Linked DNA regions of Mus musculus: regions 2, 3, 4, 5, 6 and 7 are each linked to region 1. The links are chromatin contacts, called in public HiChIP or PLAC-seq, Micro-C and promoter capture Hi-C maps. All regions are on one chromosome and are shown on one strand. Each heading gives the region's core, a stretch centred on a gene start, on an enhancer-like site or on the middle of the called end of the contact. The rest is flanking DNA. Distances are from core to core; before and after follow the strand shown.

What was found. Hi-C and Micro-C count contacts between places; a contact is called where the count stands out from the background. HiChIP or PLAC-seq counts read pairs in DNA pulled down with a chosen protein or histone mark. Capture Hi-C pulls out chosen DNA fragments and counts their contacts.
Region 2: an H3K4me3 HiChIP or PLAC-seq map of bone marrow-derived macrophages shows a contact between it and region 1, with 4 times the contacts expected there. The contact joins the promoter of G430095P16Rik here to the promoter of Zswim4 in region 1. A contact is called at or near these places in 1 of 39 promoter capture datasets (embryonic stem cells) and 1 of 115 datasets of contacts at active chromatin or transcription factors (bone marrow-derived macrophages).
Region 3: a contact with region 1 is called in a promoter capture Hi-C map of liver, with 2.7 times the contacts expected there. The contact joins the promoter of Lyl1 here to the promoter of Zswim4 in region 1. A contact is called at or near these places in 1 of 39 promoter capture datasets (embryonic stem cells), 1 of 484 Hi-C or Micro-C datasets (B cells), 2 of 115 datasets of contacts at active chromatin or transcription factors (bone marrow-derived macrophages and effector CD8 T cells) and 2 of 9 other capture datasets (liver and pancreatic islet).
Region 4: an H3K4me3 HiChIP or PLAC-seq map of embryonic stem cells shows a contact between it and region 1, with 16 read pairs. The contact joins the promoter of Ier2 here to the promoter of Zswim4 in region 1. A contact is called at or near these places in 2 of 39 promoter capture datasets (embryonic stem cells and neural stem cells), 12 of 115 datasets of contacts at active chromatin or transcription factors (the 230-238 cell line, bone marrow-derived macrophages, double positive thymocytes and 4 more) and 2 of 9 other capture datasets (liver and macrophages).
Region 5: a contact with region 1 is called in an H3K4me3 HiChIP or PLAC-seq map of embryonic stem cells, with 8 times the contacts expected there. The contact joins the enhancer-like site here to the promoter of Zswim4 in region 1. A contact is called at or near these places in 2 of 484 Hi-C or Micro-C datasets (embryonic fibroblasts and embryonic stem cells), 12 of 115 datasets of contacts at active chromatin or transcription factors (the NIH/3T3 cell line, astrocytes, embryonic forebrain and 6 more) and 1 of 9 other capture datasets (adipose tissue).
Region 6: an H3K4me3 HiChIP or PLAC-seq map of forebrain shows a contact between it and region 1, with 3 times the contacts expected there. The contact joins the enhancer-like site here to the promoter of Zswim4 in region 1. A contact is called at or near these places in 1 of 39 promoter capture datasets (hippocampal neurons), 1 of 15 datasets of contacts at CTCF or cohesin (the NIH/3T3 cell line), 2 of 484 Hi-C or Micro-C datasets (embryonic stem cells and nephron progenitors) and 3 of 115 datasets of contacts at active chromatin or transcription factors (the NIH/3T3 cell line, embryonic forebrain and forebrain).
Region 7: a Micro-C map of embryonic stem cells shows a contact between it and region 1, with 2.2 times the contacts expected there. The contact joins the promoter of Adgrl1 here to the promoter of Zswim4 in region 1. A contact is called at or near these places in 3 of 484 Hi-C or Micro-C datasets (CD4 T cells and embryonic stem cells), 4 of 115 datasets of contacts at active chromatin or transcription factors (effector CD8 T cells, embryonic stem cells, large pre-B cells and 1 more) and 1 of 9 other capture datasets (adipose tissue).

The regions. Positions count from the first base shown.
Region 1 is chr8:84,235,697-84,238,356 of GRCm38.p6, reverse strand. It overlaps Zswim4 (zinc finger SWIM-type containing 4), which reads left to right and starts at 1,315. Exons shown (of 14, transcript NM_172503.3): 1 at 1,315-1,490. The coding sequence starts at 1,353.
Region 2 is chr8:84,721,722-84,724,381 of GRCm38.p6, reverse strand. G430095P16Rik (RIKEN cDNA G430095P16 gene) reads right to left here and starts at 1,325. Exons shown (of 2, transcript NR_169084.1): 1 at 1,111-1,325. It overlaps Nfix (nuclear factor I/X), which reads left to right. Exons shown (of 11, transcript NM_001371053.1): 7 at 532-654; 8 at 2,564-2,660.
Region 3 is chr8:84,700,111-84,702,770 of GRCm38.p6, reverse strand. Lyl1 (lymphoblastomic leukemia 1) reads right to left here and starts at 1,314. Exons shown (of 4, transcript NM_008535.2): 1 at 784-1,314; 2 at 1-131. The coding sequence starts at 107.
Region 4 is chr8:84,661,509-84,664,168 of GRCm38.p6, reverse strand. Ier2 (immediate early response 2) reads left to right here and starts at 1,317. Exons shown (of 1, transcript NM_010499.4): 1 at 1,317-2,660. The coding sequence starts at 1,418. The coding sequence ends at 2,083.
Region 5 is chr8:84,633,576-84,636,235 of GRCm38.p6, reverse strand. Cacna1a (calcium channel, voltage-dependent, P/Q type, alpha 1A subunit) reads right to left here. Exons shown (of 47, transcript NM_007578.3): 43 at 2,473-2,586; 44 at 652-687. It overlaps Gm39212 (a long non-coding RNA gene), which reads left to right. Exons shown (of 3, transcript XR_003947427.1): 2 at 1-2,660. Among named protein-coding and RNA genes, the nearest start is that of Gm39212, 3.7 kb to the left of the region's middle. Within about 2 kb of position 1,340, at least 62 of the 459 cell types and tissues checked have an H3K27ac peak or open chromatin away from gene starts, as enhancers often do. A contact at or near this core is called in the NIH/3T3 cell line, adipose tissue, embryonic fibroblasts and 2 more, where this site is marked.
Region 6 is chr8:84,599,145-84,601,804 of GRCm38.p6, reverse strand. Cacna1a (calcium channel, voltage-dependent, P/Q type, alpha 1A subunit) reads right to left here. Exons shown (of 47, transcript NM_007578.3): 32 at 300-416; 33 at 1-49. Among named protein-coding and RNA genes, the nearest start is that of Gm32854, 12 kb to the right of the region's middle. Within about 2 kb of position 1,359, at least 73 of the 459 cell types and tissues checked have an H3K27ac peak or open chromatin away from gene starts, as enhancers often do. A contact at or near this core is called in embryonic forebrain, embryonic stem cells, forebrain and 1 more, where this site is marked.
Region 7 is chr8:83,898,739-83,901,398 of GRCm38.p6, reverse strand. Adgrl1 (adhesion G protein-coupled receptor L1) reads right to left here and starts at 1,301. Exons shown (of 23, transcript NM_181039.2): 1 at 475-1,301. It overlaps Gm26721 (predicted gene, 26721), which reads left to right and starts at 1,672. Exons shown (of 4, transcript NR_166528.1): 1 at 1,672-2,218.

The DNA of each region.
Region 1 (2,660 bases), core at 66-2,565:
GCTCTTAACCTCTGAGCCATCTCTCCAGTTCCTCCATTGTGTTCTTCCCCCTACAAAAGAGCCCCACTTGAGCAGCCCTGTTTCAAGGGTTCACAGGCTACTTATGAGTGACTGTTAGTTGCCACGGTGGGGAGGGGTCTGTCCAAAAGCAACCAGTGGGCTAGTCGGCTTCTGTGGACCAGGTTGGGTTTTTCCTGCTTTGAGGATCCTAAACACTAAATGGGATCACAGCTATGTTGGCAGGTTTTAGTCTGAACTGCTACTGTACGCTGGGCGCTGTTCCACGTGCTGACTTGTCTCCCCATGGACGTACACTTGATCCTTGGAGCTCAGAGTTCAGAGAGACATTTAACAACCCCCCTACCCTGGTATCTCAAAGAGCTCTAAAGGATGAGGCAAGAGGATCTCCAATCAGACTAACCAGGGTTACATAATGAGAGAAGGGGGGGGGGGGTTCAGAGGTAGTGCAGGGTGGTGGGCCATCTAATCCTGGACTAGATGAATAAATGATGCTGGAGAGGCCGCGACGGTAGGAAAACGCAAGGTTCTCTTAGGTCATGGGGGTGGGGTGTGGAAAAATGACGAAGATGGTGAGTGGCTTCCGCACTGTGGAAAATATAAGCTGAGTCAGGGGGAAAAAACGATTCGAAGTGGGGGATTTGACATGCATTAAGTCCAATCTAATGAAACTAACACTCTCATGGGTCGAAATGGGCAATTTCATGTTCATTCCACAGACGTAGAAAGGATTGGGGTGTCTTAGCTCGCAGCTCAAGAGGAACTCGTAAAGTTAACAGCCCACAGCGAGCGCATTGCTAGGAAGGACTGTGCTGGCCCGGGTCGGCTCTTAGAGCATCCAAACTGTACCAGTGGCCCAGAGAGGTTATTGAGTTTCTAGGGTCATTACAGCTCAGAGAGAGTCAACCCCGGCCGGGAGGCGGCCGGAAGCGACCCTCCGTAAACAAAGCCGTGTGTAGGCGCAGCCCCAGCCGCCAGGCTAGAGGGCCGGCCCAAAGGGGCGGAGAAGGAATGTTGTGAATGAACGTGAGACCTCCCCGAAACTCCTCACAAGGCCAAGCCGTGGGGTTCCCTCATTTTGATTGGCTCATACCGCCCCGTGATGGACAGCGACTCTTCTTGCGACCTCTTATTGGATGGCACAGAAAAGACGGACGTGGAGATTGTCGAATGAACAGCGGCATCTTGGAGGCGGGTCTTTGAGGACAGCCAATAGAAAGGGAGAAATAGGGCGGTGGGGGCGGGGCCTCGTCTGAGGAGGCAGCGGCTGCTAAGACGGCTTCATTGTTGTGAAGAGTCTTAAAGGGGCCGCGTCGTCCGGCCGGCTCGGCCGGATGGAGCCCCCGGCGGCCAAGCGCAGCCGGGGCTGCCCCGCGGGGGACGAGCCCGGGACCGGGGCCCGTCGCAGTCGCCCCGAGCCGTTGTTGGACCTTAGCGCCAAGCGGGTGGCCGAGAGCTGGGCCTTCGAGCAGGTAAGGCCCCGGCCTGCCCCAGGCCTCACACCTCGCCCCCTCCCCAGCAGCCAGCCCCCCACACCGCCACCCCGGGCCCCGCACCCCGAGCCTCTCTGCCCGCGACCCTCCGGGTCTCTATTCTGACCTCTTTTCTTCCTCAAGAGACACACCAGCCCAGAGACCCACACTGCCCCACTCCTGCCGTAGGGTTTCCCTGTCCCACCCTCCAGGAAGAAGACCCCCGTCTCTGCAGGGCCTATACATGACACCCCTGTATCCCTTTGCTCCAGCCTCCAGAGCCCACCAGTCCTCTCCAGATCCCCGACTGTGGGACAAGAGGCAGGGTCACTGAGGGAAGGGCTCTGTGCCCCTCCTCCCCCCTTCCCCCTCCCTCCAGCTATTCCAGAGCCAAGATTGGGATACAGAGGCAGAGAGGCTCCTGGAACCCCTACTCTGTGACTTGTGGAGTGGTGTCCCGAGAAAAAATTCCCCTCTCTCTGTCTAAGGGTCCCCCAAGAAGATGGGAAGGGTCCGAGGCTCCTCTCAGTCCCATACAGCTGTCTTTCAGTCTGACTTTGAGTGTTCTTGGCCTCACAACTCTTCCTGAGTTAGGATGGATGGGTTTGGACTGACCGTGGACTGAGCAGGCTCTGATTCATGACCGGAAAATCCCTCCTTAGTCATCTGCCAACTGTCAGGAGCCGAATCACTGACTCCCCCTTCTCTCGTAGAAACCTTGGGTAGGGCCTCCGTGCTGTTCACCCTATGTGACATGCACAGAAGAACCGTAAAACTGTCTTCAGGACTCTCACAGATCTGCCTTGGCCCAGCCAGGTGCTAAGAGAACTCTGGGCAGGTTCTGGAGCCCTTGTGGAGTTGTTCTCACTTTGAGGAAACTGGGGCACAGAGACGTTGAGAAACTTGCCCAAGGTCACCCAGCCAGTCACTAGCCAACTCAGATTGGAACACAGCCTCGAATGCTGGCTCCATTCCTTGGAGTCTACAGGGGATGGCAGGTCAGCCCTTCCCTCCTAGAGAAGGGGCTTTTTTTTTTTTCCTCAGGGGAGGAACAGGGGAAGAAATACCCAGGGTGGAACTGATGTTGGGAGTCTGAACAATTTGGTTTAGGGATCCTGAAGAGCTGACTTCATCTCTGATGTAGTAATGCTGACCCCTTCAGGTTCTCAA
Region 2 (2,660 bases), core at 76-2,575, 490 kb before region 1:
CTAGTTGTTCCCAGGGTGCTCCCAGCTCTGGCTCCTGCCTTTGTTCTCCTTTTGCTGCTTTGGAGGGCTTCTAACCATGCTTTCCCTTTTCCTTTTCTCCAGAAAGAGAGTGCTGGTTTCTTCAGGCCAGGGTGTCTTGTCACAGCCCCCAGCCTGTGCGTCCCACCCTTGGCGCTCTGGCTCCTTTCATGGCTCTCCAGCAGGCATCTGTGGGCTCCTCGTGCATCCCTTCCTAGATGCCAGCCTTGTACCCATTTTAATTCCTTTATCGACCGTCAGGAGCAGGATGCTTTCCTCTGCCAGCCACCCTTGCCCAGCATATCCTCCCACATGTTACCAGGGGCCTCATTTTCCTCTCTGCAGAAGCAACTGTAGCCAGATTGCACCCCTGAGGTCAGGCCCCAGGAGGAGCAGAGCAGGGCCCGAGGTGGAGGAAGGGCTGCTGGGTGCTGAGAAGAGAAGGAGCGGGCTGCTTAGCTGGCTTCCTACCCCAGCCAGCTAAACCTGCGTGTTGCTGCTTCCTCCCCCCAGGCCCTGCTTCTCTAAAGAAGTCAGGAAAGCTGGACTTCTGCAGCGCCCTCTCCTCTCAGGGCAGTTCCCCACGCATGGCTTTCACCCACCACCCGCTGCCTGTGCTTGCTGGAGTCAGACCAGGTGAGAGATGGGGGCGGGGCTTAAGGGGACACTGCGGGAGGCAGCCACAGCAAGGGGCAGCTGGCCAGGAGCAACAGGGGGCCAGGGATCAATCTAAGTTATAGATCTGGGCTCCCCAAGTGGGTCGTGGCACAGCAGTGGGGTGGCATGGGATGGGCAGTGTAACTCTGAGAACCAGGCTGCCCACTCGGTTCCTAGAATCCCTCCCACATGCTAACTCTGGCTGTGTTAAGTCTGTGTTGGGTGCATGGTCTGCACATGCTCACTGGGAGCTGCATGCAGCCTCCCCCTCCCCCACCAGCAAGTAGTTGAGCCAAGTTGCTCTCCTGTGGATTAGAAAGAGTACTGCTCAGCAGTCCAGGTTCCTGGTGTCTGTCCTAGAGCAAACCGGCACCAAATCTGGGCCTCCCTGCTTTTCCCAGAAGTGAAGGGCTGGGCCAGAAGGACAAGGCTCACCATGAAAAGGACTGTCTTGCTGCTCTGAGGGCATCTTCAGGCCCTGAGAAGATGCTGGATCTTCCTGAGGGTGGGGCCAGGCAGGATACCCGGGAACCTGGCCCTCCTGCACGTGCTGCTTCCGCCTCAGCACCCATCTGGCAGCAAAGGCCTGGCTTTTGTTTGCACATGGCCCTGTATCTGCCATGCCTCTCTTCTCTTCTGTAGGACGCGACAGGGAGGTTTACCTCCCGGCTTCCTCCTTGGGGCCTCCTGGCTTAGAGCCCAGAGGCAGCCAGCACTGGGGCAGGGTGTGGTGGCCACAAGGTGGGGGCAGGGAGCCCAGGCCTTGTGCAGGCGGCAGGAGGGAGGCAGGCTCCACCCTGCTGCGCTCCATTTTTATGAACTCCAGAGAGAAGCCAAGTTTCCTCAGCCCCCTAATGAAACTGAGAGCAAGAGTGAGCTGATTGGAAACAGACAGGAAGGGGGAGAACTTGAGGAAGAGCTGAGGCCTGTACAGGGGTAGGAACTGTGAGTTCACAGCGGCAGGGCCAACACATGAGGGGGGCCTAAGCATCCACTTACACATTTGGAGTTGTGTGTGTGCCGGGTGCCGATCCTGCACAGGCAGGGTCTGCTTGTCCAGAGACCACGGGGCTGTGGTAATCTGGTGTCGGTCCTTTCAGGCAGGCTCACACCTAGGACGGGGCAAGTGAGGTGTTTGCCAAGGGTAAAAGAAGGAAAATGTCAAGGATACTAAAAAAACTCAACCGGCAATAAGTAACATATTAGTGTGTTGTTTCTAAACAGTAAAAACAGTTGCAAAGCATAGGGTGAGTCTAACACCTGAAATCCCAGCACACAGGAGGCTGAGGCAGGAGGATCAAGAATTGGAGGCCCTATGACTGTCTCAAAAACCAAACAAGAGCAAAACCTTATGAGAAGCAAGTAACATTGTAACAGTTTGCTGGGACTGAGGCGTGGTGGCAGAAAGCACACCCCAGTACTGCAAAGACAAAAGAAAATCAACCATCCGAAAACAAACAACAAGAAAGTGCCCAGCACGTGCCTGCGAGGGTCCAGAATTTAAGGTCATCAAGTTCAGCCCCGGCTACAAGATAGCAACAAACCAACCAGAAAAGCAACATCCTAACAATTTTAAATAGGCCAACCCAACCCTGCGCTGGTAGCTGGCTGTTCACCTGCCTCAGCTAACCCCCACGCCAGCTCCCGGCAAACAGTATTTATAAAAGCAAGCAGCTGGCCCTCAGGTACTAGCCTGCCAGTTTATTTTATTTTATTGCATTGATTTTTTTTTTAACTTAGATGACTGAGGCGTTTTGTGCCTGACACAGTGCTTCTGCCCCATCCTGCCTCTTCCTCAGGACCCTCAGCCCTTTTGCCAGCCGTTGTGTCTTGCTTTTCCACGTGGCTGTTCTCACACCCTTTCTCTCCCCTGCCTGTGTGCACACAGGGAGCCCCCGGGCCACGGCATCAGCGCTGCACTTCCCTTCCACGTCCATCATCCAGCAGTCGAGCCCGTATTTCACACACCCAACCATCCGCTACCA
Region 3 (2,660 bases), core at 65-2,564, 460 kb before region 1:
GAGGCCGGCTTAGAGGGAGGGGCAGGTGCTGGGCTGGAGGCACATACCATCTCAGTTTTCTCAGTCATGGCGGAACCCACCTCTGCTCTGGCCTGGGGCGGGCACATGGACCCCACGGATAGAATGCTAACCTGTGGGAGAGAGTGAAGTTAAGGGGAAGGAAGGCCAAAGACCATCTTTCTCCCACCTGTTTAACCTGAGCTTTTCAATGTAAGAGCACCCTTAGGCGAGAAAGGGATTGGGGGTTCAATAATCAAAGGTAGAAAAGTGGTCCTAGAAACTGCTAGGACCTAAAAGGAGGGCCTCCTCCACAAGAGGGGAGCCTCCTCCACAAGAGGGGGTGTCTATCAGATACTAGGCAGCGTTGACCCTATGAATTGTTTGTAATGGGCATCTTCAGTCTCTGAACTAGTTCCCATCTTTCAGAATCTCTCCTACCTGCAGCTGGGAATAAGATAGGAATCTCCGGACTAACTCTAAGACCTCCTAAGTCTCCAAGAGTCACCCTCTGCCACCTCTCCATGGCTATTCCAGGGGCCTCTACCCTTGCTGAAAGTTCCTCTTACTGGCCCCCAACCCCATCAGCACCCTACTTACCACGTTTGCTGGGCTCTAAGGTCTGGGGTATCCTGCCAGTGTGTGACTTCCCACATTGCTGCCCTGTTTTCCCCAACTGAGGACATTTCAGTGCCTCCTCACTTCCAGTGAATGAATAAATAAATGAAGTAACAAACACCGAATACAGGCACAGACACTCCTTAATGTTTAAAGCGTCTTTCTTACCCTGTAGCAGTTTCCACAGCTTGGAGAACCCGGCTGTGTGGTCAGGTTTGTCAGTCCAGGTCAGGAGACAGTTTCCACTGTCCAGTTCGGCCGGTGTGCTCCAGGTAATCCCTCCCGTTGGGCCTCAGAGCTGGGCTGCGCCACCTCCCGGGCTCCGGAGGGCCTGAGTAGCTTCGGAGGCGTCGTGGTGGGTACCTCCAAGAGAAAGTGAGCTGCTCCTGGACCGACCCGCCCTTTCCCCCGCCCCCGACAGCCTGGCTTCCTCCCTCTTACCCGCTGGCGCAGAGGCCAGAGGATGCTGGGCCTGTGCAGATAAGGGTCTGGCTGCCTGGCCGCGGCTGATAAGAAGCAATGCTGACCCCGGAGGAAACCAGCGGGCAGGGATCACGGAGCGCGCACCTCCTGATCCACCCCGGCTAGTCACCCTTCGGGGTTTGCTGCTCCCACAGCACTGGAAGACCCCCCAACCCTCAGGAGCCCAGCGCCAAACGTGTGCAAAGGGGAAAGGTGGCAAGGCTGCCTCTGATGTCCTCTGAGGTTGGTCTAGCTTTGAACCCCACCCCCTATGCTGATGGGGGTGGAAGGGGCCCCTTTCCGGTCCTCTGAGGCCCCATGACCCATGAGCCTCAGCCTAGTTCCTCTTTTTTTACAGATCCCCCTGTGGACTGCACCCCCCCCCCCCACACACACACCCAGGAATAGGGCTCCGGAAGGAGACAATTCTGGTAATGTGGCCTTGCCGTGTCCTGACACCGAGGTGCAGGTGTCCCGAACCTGTGGCACTGCTAACGTATTTCCAAGCCCAGGCGGGTGAGATGAGTGTCAAAGCCATATCTGAGTTTCCCAGAAGTTGCTCCCAAGTTCCCCAAGATGCTACTCAGCCATACCACAACTAGGTGGTATCCCTCACTGCCAGGTATTCTGGAGTGATCTTCTGAATTCTGGAAACCTAGAGACTGGAGAGATGGCTTCGTGGCTAACAGCACATGTTGGTTTTGTAAAGGGCTCACACTTTGTTATGGCTCACAACCATAACTAACCCCAGTTCTTTTTTTTTTTTTTTTAAGATTTATTATATGTAAGTACACTGTCTTCAGACACTCCAGAAGAGGGCATCAGATTTTGTTACAGATGGTTGTGGGCCACCATGTGGTTGCTGGGATTTGAACTCTGGACCTTCGGAAGAGCAACCGGCATTCTTAACCACTGAGCCATCTCGCCAGCCCCCCCCTAGCCCCAGTTCTAAGAAATGTGACATCTTAACTCTGAGGGCACCAGACTTGCACATGGTGCACATACATGCATGCAGGAAAAAGTCAAAGAAAAAAAATCCGTATAAAAGTTACAAAAATCCTGGGACCCCAGCTGTAAGCTCCAAAAGGGCCAGGCATGTTGATCCCAACAGTTGAATCTCTTGAGTTCAAGGCTAGCCTGGTCTAAATATTGAGTTTCAGTAGTCGGGTCTATGTAGAGACTCTGCCTCCTCCCAAAAAGGGGAGGGGGACTTCCAAGATGAGCTGAATCCCAGGCACTCCAGGAGGCTTGTCCCCTGTATCTGGTTAATTGTGGGCACACCCAGAGAGGGGCTCAGTGGCCATGCAGACTCATCAAAGTGCTTAAGCCAAAGACCCAGTTACCCACCCTAGTGACTCCTCTAGCACAGCTTGCTACAGTGGGCTTCACTTTCTGACTGATGGTGATGGGTGCATGTGCTGGGAGAGATTCTGCCCCAGGACTCTCCCCTAACATTAATAATCCTCTACTCTAGGGGGAGGGGAGAGAACGTCTCTTCATTGGGTGTCTCAGCAGCCGCCTGTGTTCTGAGAGCATACTCCTATTGAGGAGCAAGCAGGACAGGAAGCACCTGGTCTGGAGCG
Region 4 (2,660 bases), core at 68-2,567, 430 kb before region 1:
GTGCTCGCCGATGGAAGGGGCCCCGCCCCGGAAGCCCTCTCCTCGGGCTAAGACCGGCTGCCCTTGTTCTTATATGGGCATCCGGAAGTGGTTCGCGGCGCCAACCTACGTCATTACATCCAAATTTAGCCAGGGAAGTCGGCCGGCTGCAGTGGCGGGAAGTCTGCCCGCTGGCAGGGGGTGTTTCTTAAAGGGCCTGCACAGCAAATGAAAGGGGTTATTTGAATTTTTCTCCCTTCTGCAACTAGAAGCAAGTTTTTCTTGGGAAGTGATGCAAAGTGGAACCGACTTCTTTTTTTCTTTTCTTTGTTACTGTGTGTGTGTGTGTGTGTGTGTGTGTGTGTGTGTGTGTGTGTGTGTGTGTGTGTGTGTGTGTGTGTGAGACATCGTATAGAAGTCTGTTCTCTTGTACGGCGTGGGACCGGTGGGACCGGGAATCGAACTGAGTTCGTTAGGCTTGGCAACAAGTGGCTCCACCCACTGTGCCATCTCGACCCAGATATCTGTCTTTCTTGGAGTAATTCCGTTCACGAGGGCATGAAGGCAGAAAACTGCTCTATTGACAAGGGAAGATCGCAGGCCCTATGGACATTGGGACTTCCATGCCACTGGGTTGCGGAAAACTGGGAGATCTTTAACGCTGAAAGTAAAGAGCAGTCGTGAGGTGGTGGATATCTGTGGTTACGGGGTACAGTGTCCGTGCCCACTTTCCACCCATGTCCAGAAAGGTGGAGATAGAAGGGCTGCAGGCTTTAGTTGATCCTTTCGCCATAGTATAATCATATAATCATTCGTTTAGTAAATATTGGTCAGGTGGCTGCCTATTTCTCACCTGGAAAACTGTATCTTCTATGGAGTGGAGGTGAGAGATCAGAGACATTGAATAAAAAGAGAAAGTTCAACACTGTAGTAACTGGCGTGTAGTAACTGCTTAATAAGTAGCAGCGTTTTTACTGTTCAAAAAATATTAATTAGCAGGCTGGTAGGCAAGATGAACGGTGCCCTCGGGGAATGTACCCCGGTCCCGGGTTTTCCCCACTGCAGTCAGATTACCGCCCACTATCCGTCTCGTTGGTGGGCCTCATCCTCTGGCCCGTTGGTGACTCTGAGAACCCAGAACCTAGTGTCTTAAGGTGCAGTGGGGAAGTTCTTCCTTGCAGTAGTTAAGTCCTTTTTCCTTCGAGGCGTAAATTTATCCCTATTGCTTTAAGGACTCGCTAGCCACTGTGGAAAGCCCGGATGAGGCCCTCTGGTTGGGCGTGGTGTTGCAGTGACGTCACTCTCAGTATATTAAAAGGCTCCGGCTTGCTGCCCTCGCCCGAACGTCTAGCAGAGTACCTGCTGCTGTAAGCTTGTCGTCTGGGCTGCACCGCCCGTCTTAACCCATTCTCGACTTAACTACTCTCGTCGAACAAGCATGGAAGTACAGAAAGAAGCGCAGCGCATCATGACTCTGTCGGTATGGAAGATGTACCACTCTCGCATGCAGCGAGGTGGCTTGCGACTCCACCGGAGTCTGCAGCTGTCCCTCGTTATGCGCAGCGCTCGAGAGGTCTACCTCTCAGCCAAGGTAGAAGCCCACCAGCCCGAGTTCCCGCCATCCCGCAGGGCTCTTGACCCTCGCCTGCACCCGCCGCGGGAAGCCGAAGTTGCAGTGGAAGTAGCGTCCCCCGAAGCCGTGCAGCCTCCGGAGCCCATGGATACGCAAGAGGAAGTGCTGCGAGTCCAGGAGACCCCTGCGCTCTGTGACCCGCCCCCCGCTAGAGTCAGCCGCAAGCGCCGGAGCAGCAGCGATTTGAGCGACGGTAGTGATGCCGGACTGGTACCAAGCAAGAAGGCCCGTCTAGAAGAGGTGGAGGGGGAGGCGACGTCGGAGGTTCCCGATCGCCTGCAGCTTCCTCCGGCACAAAGCGAAGGTGCCTTCCCTAACCTCGCCCGCGTCCTCCAAAGGCGCTTCTCCAGTCTCCTGAACTGTGGACCCGCCGTGCCCCCGCCGACGCCCCCCACGTGCGAGGCCAAGCCAGCCTGCCGCCCGGCCGACAATATGCTCAACGTGCTGGTGCGAGCTGTGGTGGCCTTCTGAGAGCTCTGGTGGCTTCTTTCGAGCGGCGCCACCGGAGCGGAGAACGCACACCCGAGGCGAAGGCCGGCGGGGGCCGTGAAGAAGAGCCGCGGCCCGAGCTGCCGAGAGGCCAGGGGAAGGACTGAGGAGCGAGGGGCGCGGGCGCCTTCTCCCAGACGTGCGTCCATAGGTGCTATTAAAGGACTGTCCCTTCCTTGGCTTGGAGAAGGGACACCTAGATCTTGAATCTCAGGGTCGAACTCTCTAGGGGCCAGGCTGCCCTTTCAAGGCCGTTTCACTACCATTCGCGTTTCGGCCCCTACAAGTGGGCACGCTTGTGCAAGCGGTCAGAGTTGCGTCATGGGACAGACGCGGGTGCTTCCTGTTGCCTTGCGTGGGTGTGGGGCCTGGGAGGAGGCCAGGGTGTGGACCCGCCCTAGGGACTGGGAAGTGACTTGAGTCACCTCGCCCCCACAGGCTGCTGTGGGTGAGCCTGAACTGAACCAATCAAATCTGCGATCAGAGTTGAAGTGGCTGGAGACCCCGGGACTGGTCAACCTAGATGATCGCCTGGCGTGGACCACCGCGGGACGGGTGG
Region 5 (2,660 bases), core at 91-2,590, 400 kb before region 1:
TGCTCTCCAGGAGGCCCTGGTGTTCAGGCTGGCTGACTGACAAGAAGCATACTCAGTTTGCAGAGTGCAGACCTGGGAGCCCTGCTTCTCCTTGGCCCAACTCTCTTGCCCCTCACGCCCATCCCCACCTCTGGTCCCTATCCCTCAGGCCCAGCTTGGCCTGCCCTAGCAGTGGAGGTGCTGGAGACCATTCTGAGTCTGCATTTACTGTCCCAGAATCCTTGCTCTTGCTCTGCCATGGACAGTCTTCAGGTCTCTCTGTAGCAGGCAGAAGAAGGAAGACAGGGCCAACTGGACCAGGCCTGCTCCAACTCTGATGTGCAGGACCCAGCCCAAGGCAGGAGCTAAGGGACCTGAGGCAGTAGGCCAGTGGTCACTGGTTGAACTGGAGGAACAGACCCGCAAGAAATGGGCAGGGTGGGCAGGTCGGCCTCTTGGAGGCTCTGAAGACGATGTGGGGTGCCGTGTGGCCCCTTGCACACACAGGACACAACACACAAGGAAGGGGCTCCTCCAACACACAAGGTGGGGCTAGGGTGGGATCTGGAACGAAAGGGTAGGGTGGAGGGTAGTGGGAGATGGTGGGAGCTGTCACAGACAGGGCAGGGAGGGAGAGGGGCTGGAGCCGAGCTGGCCGGGCGCGGTACATACACTGAGGTCATTTCCACGTGGCCGGCCCCTTCTCCTCTGTCCCAGCCCCACAGGATGGCGCACACAGAAAAAACAGAAAGAAGGAAATAAATATAAAAGGCAGAAAGGATGGTGAGTGGGTGGTCCATGCAGGAGGTGGAGGGTAGAGAGGTTAAAACTCGGTGTCAGTGGTGTCGGATGAGGGGGTGCTCCAGGACCCCGCTGGCTGTCCCCCACAACAGGCACAGAAGAGACAGGAGACAGACAGATGGCAGAGACACGAGACTGACAGATGGGACAGCAAGGCCACAGGCTCCTGGCCCATTTCATGCGATGCACTGCGGCCCAGCACCCCTCCCCCGCCTCGCCCCAGCTTCAGCTCAAAGCTTCCAGGTGGCCTTCAGCCCAGCTTGGCTCATCTCTGTTTTGGGACCAGCAGGCCAGGCCTGACAGAAGGGATGGGGCAGCTACATGCACCCCAAGGTCACAACAGCCAGAGGCCAGGCCCTTGGGCCATGATGACCCAGCCAGACACAGCGAATCTGCTACATAATGCAGGGCAAGCTGCCCCAGCCAGACATGCCTGCCCCCTCCCGCTGCCCCCCTCCTCCTGCCCTTTCTTCTTGTCCTCAGTAGCAGCCTGGGCTTTATCCCCATTCCCGATTGCATTGCGATTGCGCAGTAGCCAGGCATGCTTGTTTCTCTGTCCCCATGGGGATCTTGCCTTCCCTATAAGGGGCTGGAGTAGCTAAGAGAAGCAGCCACACTGAGACACACATACCATGTACACACCCAACCCCCCAACCCTCCCAGACATGTGACAGCCATCCCAGGAACACCCAGACTCTGCTTTGTGATTCTTCAGACATGCTCTATTCCTGAAGGCAGCAGGCCATGTGCGTGCACACGGACATGCCTGTTAACACTGGGAACACACGGATGCATGTGCATGTATGTATGTATTGCATGTAAGTGGTATGTGTGTGAAGTGCACCAGGTCCGCCCATGCTAAGCAGGGGGATACCATGAGCTCCACTCTCCAGCTGTGGAGTTAGGATTCTAGTTTTCTTTTTTTTTTTTAATTAGTTTATTATTTGTGTACATGTGTGTGAGTTTGTGCACCTGTGTGTAGGTGCTTGAGAAGGCGAGGAGAGGGCACTGGGTCCCTGGAGCTCTGGTTACAGGAGGCTGTGAACCGGCATGTGCTGGAATTCAGTCAGGTCTTCTGCAAGAGCAGCGCATGCTCTTACCCAGTGAGCCACTTCTCTAGCTACTAGTCAGGATTCTTTAGTTTTGTTTTGAGTCAGGATCTCACACAGTGAGAGGCTGGCCTCGAACTAGCTATAGAGCAGTGTCTGACTGTGAACTCCCAATCTTCCTGTTTCCACTTTCCAAGTGGCAGGATTATAGATGTAAGTCGTGTTGCTTGTTTGAGAGGTGATCCAGGTCTATAGCCTAAGCTGCCCTGGAATTCCTCTTTCCTCAGCCTCCTGGGTGTGTGAGACGCCTCATGCTGCTGAAGCAGGCATTCCCAAAGGCATCTCTCACCAGAGCTGGACCCACCCCTTCCGAGCCCACTCCGCCCCTTTGTGCTCTCAAATAGGGCAGACAGAAGCCATTTGGCACTGACTACCATGTGCCTCAAGGTGCTCCATCTCTCTCTGGCTTTTGTCAGAGAGCGGTTAGGAGGACCAGGCTCTGAAGGAGTCAGGAAAGGGTGGTCTCCACCCTAACCCACCCACGAAGCTACAGATGGTCCCACCCAGGCTGGGGTCCCCAAGGGAGAGGTATAAGATCCTCAGTAACTTGTGTGGGGCAGCCCAGAATCCTGCAAGCTCTCACCTGGTTCTCTGCTGGGAGGCGGGGCATGGAGGCGGCCCTGGTCTGGCCTTCCATGGGGAGGTAGTGTTCGCTGTCTGAGTAGCCATCAGTACCCATTTCTCGCATCTCCACAGACTGTCAGGCAGAGGGTGGGGTAGGGTGAGTCTGGAGCCTCTGTATGGGAGAACCCTTTCTGCCTGAACCACCCA
Region 6 (2,660 bases), core at 110-2,609, 360 kb before region 1:
CGTAGATGAAGAAGAGCATGGCGATCAGCAGACAGACATAAGGTAGGGCCTGGAGGGAAGGAAGGCAGTGAGAAAGGGCGCCACGCGACTTGCCCAGAGCCTTCTGAACTGGGTCAGGTGATCACGTGCCCCAGGCTACAGGGCTTCGGGACAGGGCCTTCAGAGCTCTGTAGACGCTGGGTGTAGACATCAGACGATTACAGAAGCACTTTCAGTGTGGTTTCCCCATTTTACCCGGAGCTAGGAGGTCTGTTCTGGCCCGGGACGGGCCGGCAGCAGTAGCGGCGGCTGTGTCTCACCTTGAAGGACTGCACGAAAGTCCAGAGGAGAATGCGGATGGTGTAACCCTGGCGGAGGAGTTTGATGAGTCTGGCAGCACGGAAGAGGCGGAGAAAGCTCAGGTTGATGAAGTTATTCTGAGGAGATGAGGAAGAAAGGTGACCTTCCACCCACCCTGAGGAGCTTAGAGTATTCAACACTCACAGAGGCCCCTACATGAAGCCAACCAATAGGAAAAAAGCAAGCCACACCCCAAATGAGGAGGGAGAGGAGAGAAAGCACCGTTAATGCAATGGAGCAGAGGGGAACTCAAAAAATAAATAAATAAAAAAGGAGTGAGGGAGAGGAGGGGGTTAGGGGAGGGAAGAGATATCAACTCAAAAGCTTAAGCCCACCCAGCCAGGCCCACTCACAAGTGGGGAAAAGGTGTGGGAAGGGGGAGGAAAAGAAAGGAACAGGGTCCAGGAGGAAATAACAAAAGAGCACAGAAAAGAAAATACATCCGAATCATCCAATCAGGAAAAAAATCGAGATGGTTTTTATTTCTCCCAACAACCAAATGCACTGAGACGATAGGACACAAGCGGGTCAAGTTGCAGAACCCAGCACAAGAGTACAAAGCACAGACACGGGCGGGGTGGGGGAAGGGCACCAGCACACGCAGGCCTAGGGGGCAAGTGCGGTTCCGAGGGCATGTTACGCTCGGGGCCAGAAATGCATCTGTCCTGGGACTCACCGGGCACCCTGCCCTGCCCTGCCCTGCCGAGCTGCCCACCCGCTCCTGCCCGCCCTGACCTCACCCCACGGCCCAGAGGAGCAGCGGCTGGAGCCAATGGGGAGAAGCGGAAGGGCATCTTTTCTTACCCCCTTGGCGAGCGGGAATGGGGAGGACGGGAGGGAGCTGGGGCTGTTCGGCTGCAGGGTGAGTCCTCGCTGCCCGCTGAGTCGGAGAAGATGCATTAGGGGCCCTTTTCCCCCCTCTCAGGGATGGCTTCTCAGCTTCTGGGGCTGGGTGGTGTCTCGGGACCAGGCCTGCGGGAAGCAGGAAGGTCTCAGCTCCCAGGGCGAGTGAGCTCTGATCAGCCCAGGGCCTACCAAGGGGCCGCTGCTGCGGGTGGGGAGATGAGGCTATTCTTGGCCCCTGGACTTCCCTAGGTGGGCCCTGCCTGTCCTCCAAACCCAGGTCTAGTCACTGCCTCTGGCCTCCCTCCCAGGCTGTTAGTGAAGAGAGACAGTGGCTGGAAACTGTGGGCAAGGCCCAGGACTCTCCAGGGGGGCATCAGCGGAGGTTGGTGATGGGTGGCAAATGACCCAATATAGCCAATGAAAGTAATTTGTTGGGCCTAAGTGGTTTTGTTTTTAAATACAAAGTTGCTAATTTTAAATTTGGACGTTGCCCACCGATCTGGATTTTTGGCTCCCCCAGGCCTCTCGTAGCTGTCCCCTGGAGTCTGGCTATATGCTCTCCAGTTTCCCGGGCTCTCTGGTGATTGGCCCACAGAGCATTGTGAGTTTTCTGCCTGGGGACCACATGGTTACGACCAGCAGGCAGGAGGCAGGAGGGAATGGGGTCTCTGGCTAGAAGGGAGCTTTCTGGTGCCCCAGTCTTAAGATCTGTAGGAGTCCTGGAGACACATCATAGGGCAAGACCGAATGAGGCCTAATGACTGGAGGTGCATGGATAAGCGGCCCTGACAAGAGCATTCTTCGGAATTTCAAGTGTCCCTATTTGCATAATGAATTATTTTTTTATTGCAAGGGGGTCATGCTATGGTTCAGTCTGGTCTTGAATTTGAGATCCTCCTGCCTCAGACTTCCAAGTGCTGGGATGAAAGGGGGGTCATCACTATGCTTTGTCTTTGGCTATATTTAGCCTCCTTCCCAGAGGCATCCTTTTACTGGGTCTTTGCCATGAGCTAGCTAGCTCTGGCTTGGAAGCAGAGAGGCAGTGACTGGATATTGAAGAATTTCGGAGCCTGGTAAGAGGCCTCTGGGGCAAAAGACTTGGCCTTTGGGCTTCTGGGATGGGGAATAGCCTTGGGCTCCTACATCAGGACACTCTTAGGCCCAACTGTTGTGAGCCTGTTCCAAAAGTCTCACATAAGCCTGCAAACCTAGCTAAGAGTCACCCACCGTGCCCCGCTGACCTGATGCCTGGTCTTGCCTGGCCACCAAGCTTTCCTGGGGATGGGACCACTAACCAAGAAGTATTCCCCACCCTCTCCCTCAACCCCCCGGAGAACAAGCCATCCCTTCCATGGGGTGGATCATAACATGTGGGCTCGGCCAGACATGCAGAGGCAGGGGTTCCTGGGAGCAGTGTGGGGCCGAGGGCAAACTGGCACATGCAGAAGCAGGGATCTAGCAGCTGCTGAGCACGC
Region 7 (2,660 bases), core at 52-2,551, 340 kb after region 1:
CTCGACACCCAGACATACCTCTCCCCATACCACCCCCAACCACCATTAGCGCCACTGCCTCCCAGAGAAAAACAAGCCATGTCGGGGGGGGGGGGGGGCTGGCCCAGCATCCTGCGGTGCCAGCCCCCCGACATGGCTTCTCTGGGGAGCCCGGGCCCGCGCGCTGCGCGCACACGCACCCTCTCCACTCACACCCAGACACCTACACAAACAGGGCGCCAAGCACCCGCGCGCACACGCACCGGGGACACGCAGGCACCGCCGCGCCGCTTCCCCACAAAGGCCGGCGCGCGCGCGGGCACACGCAGCCACGCGCGGGCACACTAGCGGTCCCCTCCCCCTGCAGGGCACCCTGCGGCCGCCCATCCGCACCCTCACCAAGCCCCCGGCGGGCGGGGGTAGGGTGCTCCCCGCCCCTCCCGCCGCGCACACCTGGCCCAGGTGCGGCGTGGCCTGAGGCTCCCGCACACTCACCTGTCCAGCGGCGCTTCGGGGTCGGCCGTGCGCGCTCCTCCGGCGGCTCCGCGAAGCCGGGCCCCCCGCCCGGCACATCTCCCGGAGCCCGGCCCAGGGGGAAGCGGGGAGGGGGTGGCTGAGCGAGGGAGGACTCCGTGTCCCTTCTTTCCTCCGGCCCAGCACCGCCGCCACCGACCAAAATTTAAAAGGGAAGGGGTGGGGGGGGGGAGTATAAAAAAAAAAAAAAAAAGGAAAGAAAAGGCGGATCGCGGCGCTCCGGAGGCGGCCCCGGCCCCGGGCGCGCGGGTCTGCGCCCCTCCCGGGGAGCGAGGCGTGGAGGCGGAGGGGCGGGGGCGGCGTCAGAGCTCGGGGGGCTGGGGCGAGGCGGAGCCCCCCGAGGCGGCGCCGGCTGCCCGCATCTCCCCCGCAGCTCCGCGGCCCCGACGGAGGCGGCACGTGTGTGCCCAGGCGACTTCCCAGCGCCCCCGGACGGCAGCGGGCGAAGGGTTAACGCGGCTGCCCGGGCGGCCGCGCAGGCCCCCGCCGCCCGGCGGCGCCGCTCCTGGGCCCGCGCGGCCCCATCCGCCGGGGCGTCTCCGGCAGACGGCGGGGCGGGGGCGTCGCAGCGCCGACTGCTCCCGCGCCGACCGCTCGCGCTGCCCGCAGGGGGCCGGAGCTACACAGCTGGAAGCAGGCGCGGCGGCGTTGCGCCCCCGGGGTGGCCGGAGCAGGGGGCGCGGGGCTGGGCCCGTGGGCACCGCAGGACTCGCGGAGCGAGCGGGCGCGGGGCACCAGCAATGACAAGCCGCCTGCTCTCGGCGCTGCCGGGCCCGCCGGCTCCGGGAGGGGGGCGGCGGACAAGCGCAAAACCTGGCCTGGACTACCCGCCGGGGACTAGTCTCCGCAGCCCTCCCGTGCGCCCCGAGGAAGGGCCCGGAAACCTGGCCTGGAGTTCCACTCGCCTCCCCCAAGGAAAAGTGGGCAGAGGGAGGCGACGCGCTAGATCCCCCTAGTTGGGCTGGGGGGGGGTGGGGTGCGACGGGCGGCAAGAAAAAACGGAACGGACTCTGCAGCCGTGCTGTGCAGAAAGGCGCCTAGCCGGTGAGGGGTAAATGGAGAGCTGTGCAAGGACTGCGCAAAACCTGGTCCGGATTTGGCAGAGAGGGTAGGGACGGGAGGGGCGCGGTGTGGGGGGGTAGGAGTGGGAGGGGAGGTAGCTGCGACAGGGCCAGATGCACTCGAGGCACGCAAATTTCGGTCCGGATTCTTCCAAGGGAGATGGAGTAATGCGTCAGGCCTGTGCGGTGGCAACAAAAAAGACCTGGACCAGAGCGTCTCCCACCCGGGATTGCAGGAGGGCCGGAGGGAGTGCTGCTTAGTGACTGACAAGAGCGTAGGCTGTCCCCCATCTTCCTAACAGCGACGTGGGGTGGGGAGGGACAAAATGAGGGCTGGACTGAGGTATGGAAGGATCCCGCGCGCTGGCTGCAACAGAGCCGGCAGGTAAAAGCAGTATCTGGATCCTGGGTGATGCGACAGGAAGGGGATGTGGTGTGGATCCCGCTACCCTGGGAGACCAGACCTACAATAAAAAAATAAATAAATAAATTAATTAAAAAAAAAAACGAGGGAGGGACGCAAAGCCAGGACTGGAGCGTAGGTAGGATGGGATGAGAACAGCCCCCCTCCCCCAAACAGAAGAGAGAGCCTTGGCAACCGGACAGGGTCCTGGAGCTGACCAGGCTGCAGGAGCGGAGGAGAGGTTAGTATCTATAAACGCCTCAAGCGTCTGGTTTTGGAGGGGGTGGGTAGGGAAGAAAAAAAAAATTGAATTTTAGGTTGATGGCGAGAGCAAAAGCCCGGTGCAGATTTCCACAACGTAAGAACTACACTGCAGGTGATGGACTCGGAGAAGTAGGGCAGCGGATCGGACTTAGATTCCTAGGCTTTGGACTTAGTGAGTGAAGCCAGAGGCTGGGTTCAGCCCCCCAGCTACAGATGAAGCCTAGGATTGCTTCTCTAGATGGGAAAGGGGGTCGACCTGGCCCAAATATCTGGAGCCAAAGCTACCACTGCCTAGACTTATAGTTTATTTGTTTTTTTGGTTTTTTTTTTTTTTTTTGGTGGGGGGAGGCTATAAAGCTGAACCCGGGGCCAAAACCAGGCACTTAAGCAATATAGACAACTCAGTGCGGGGGTTGGGG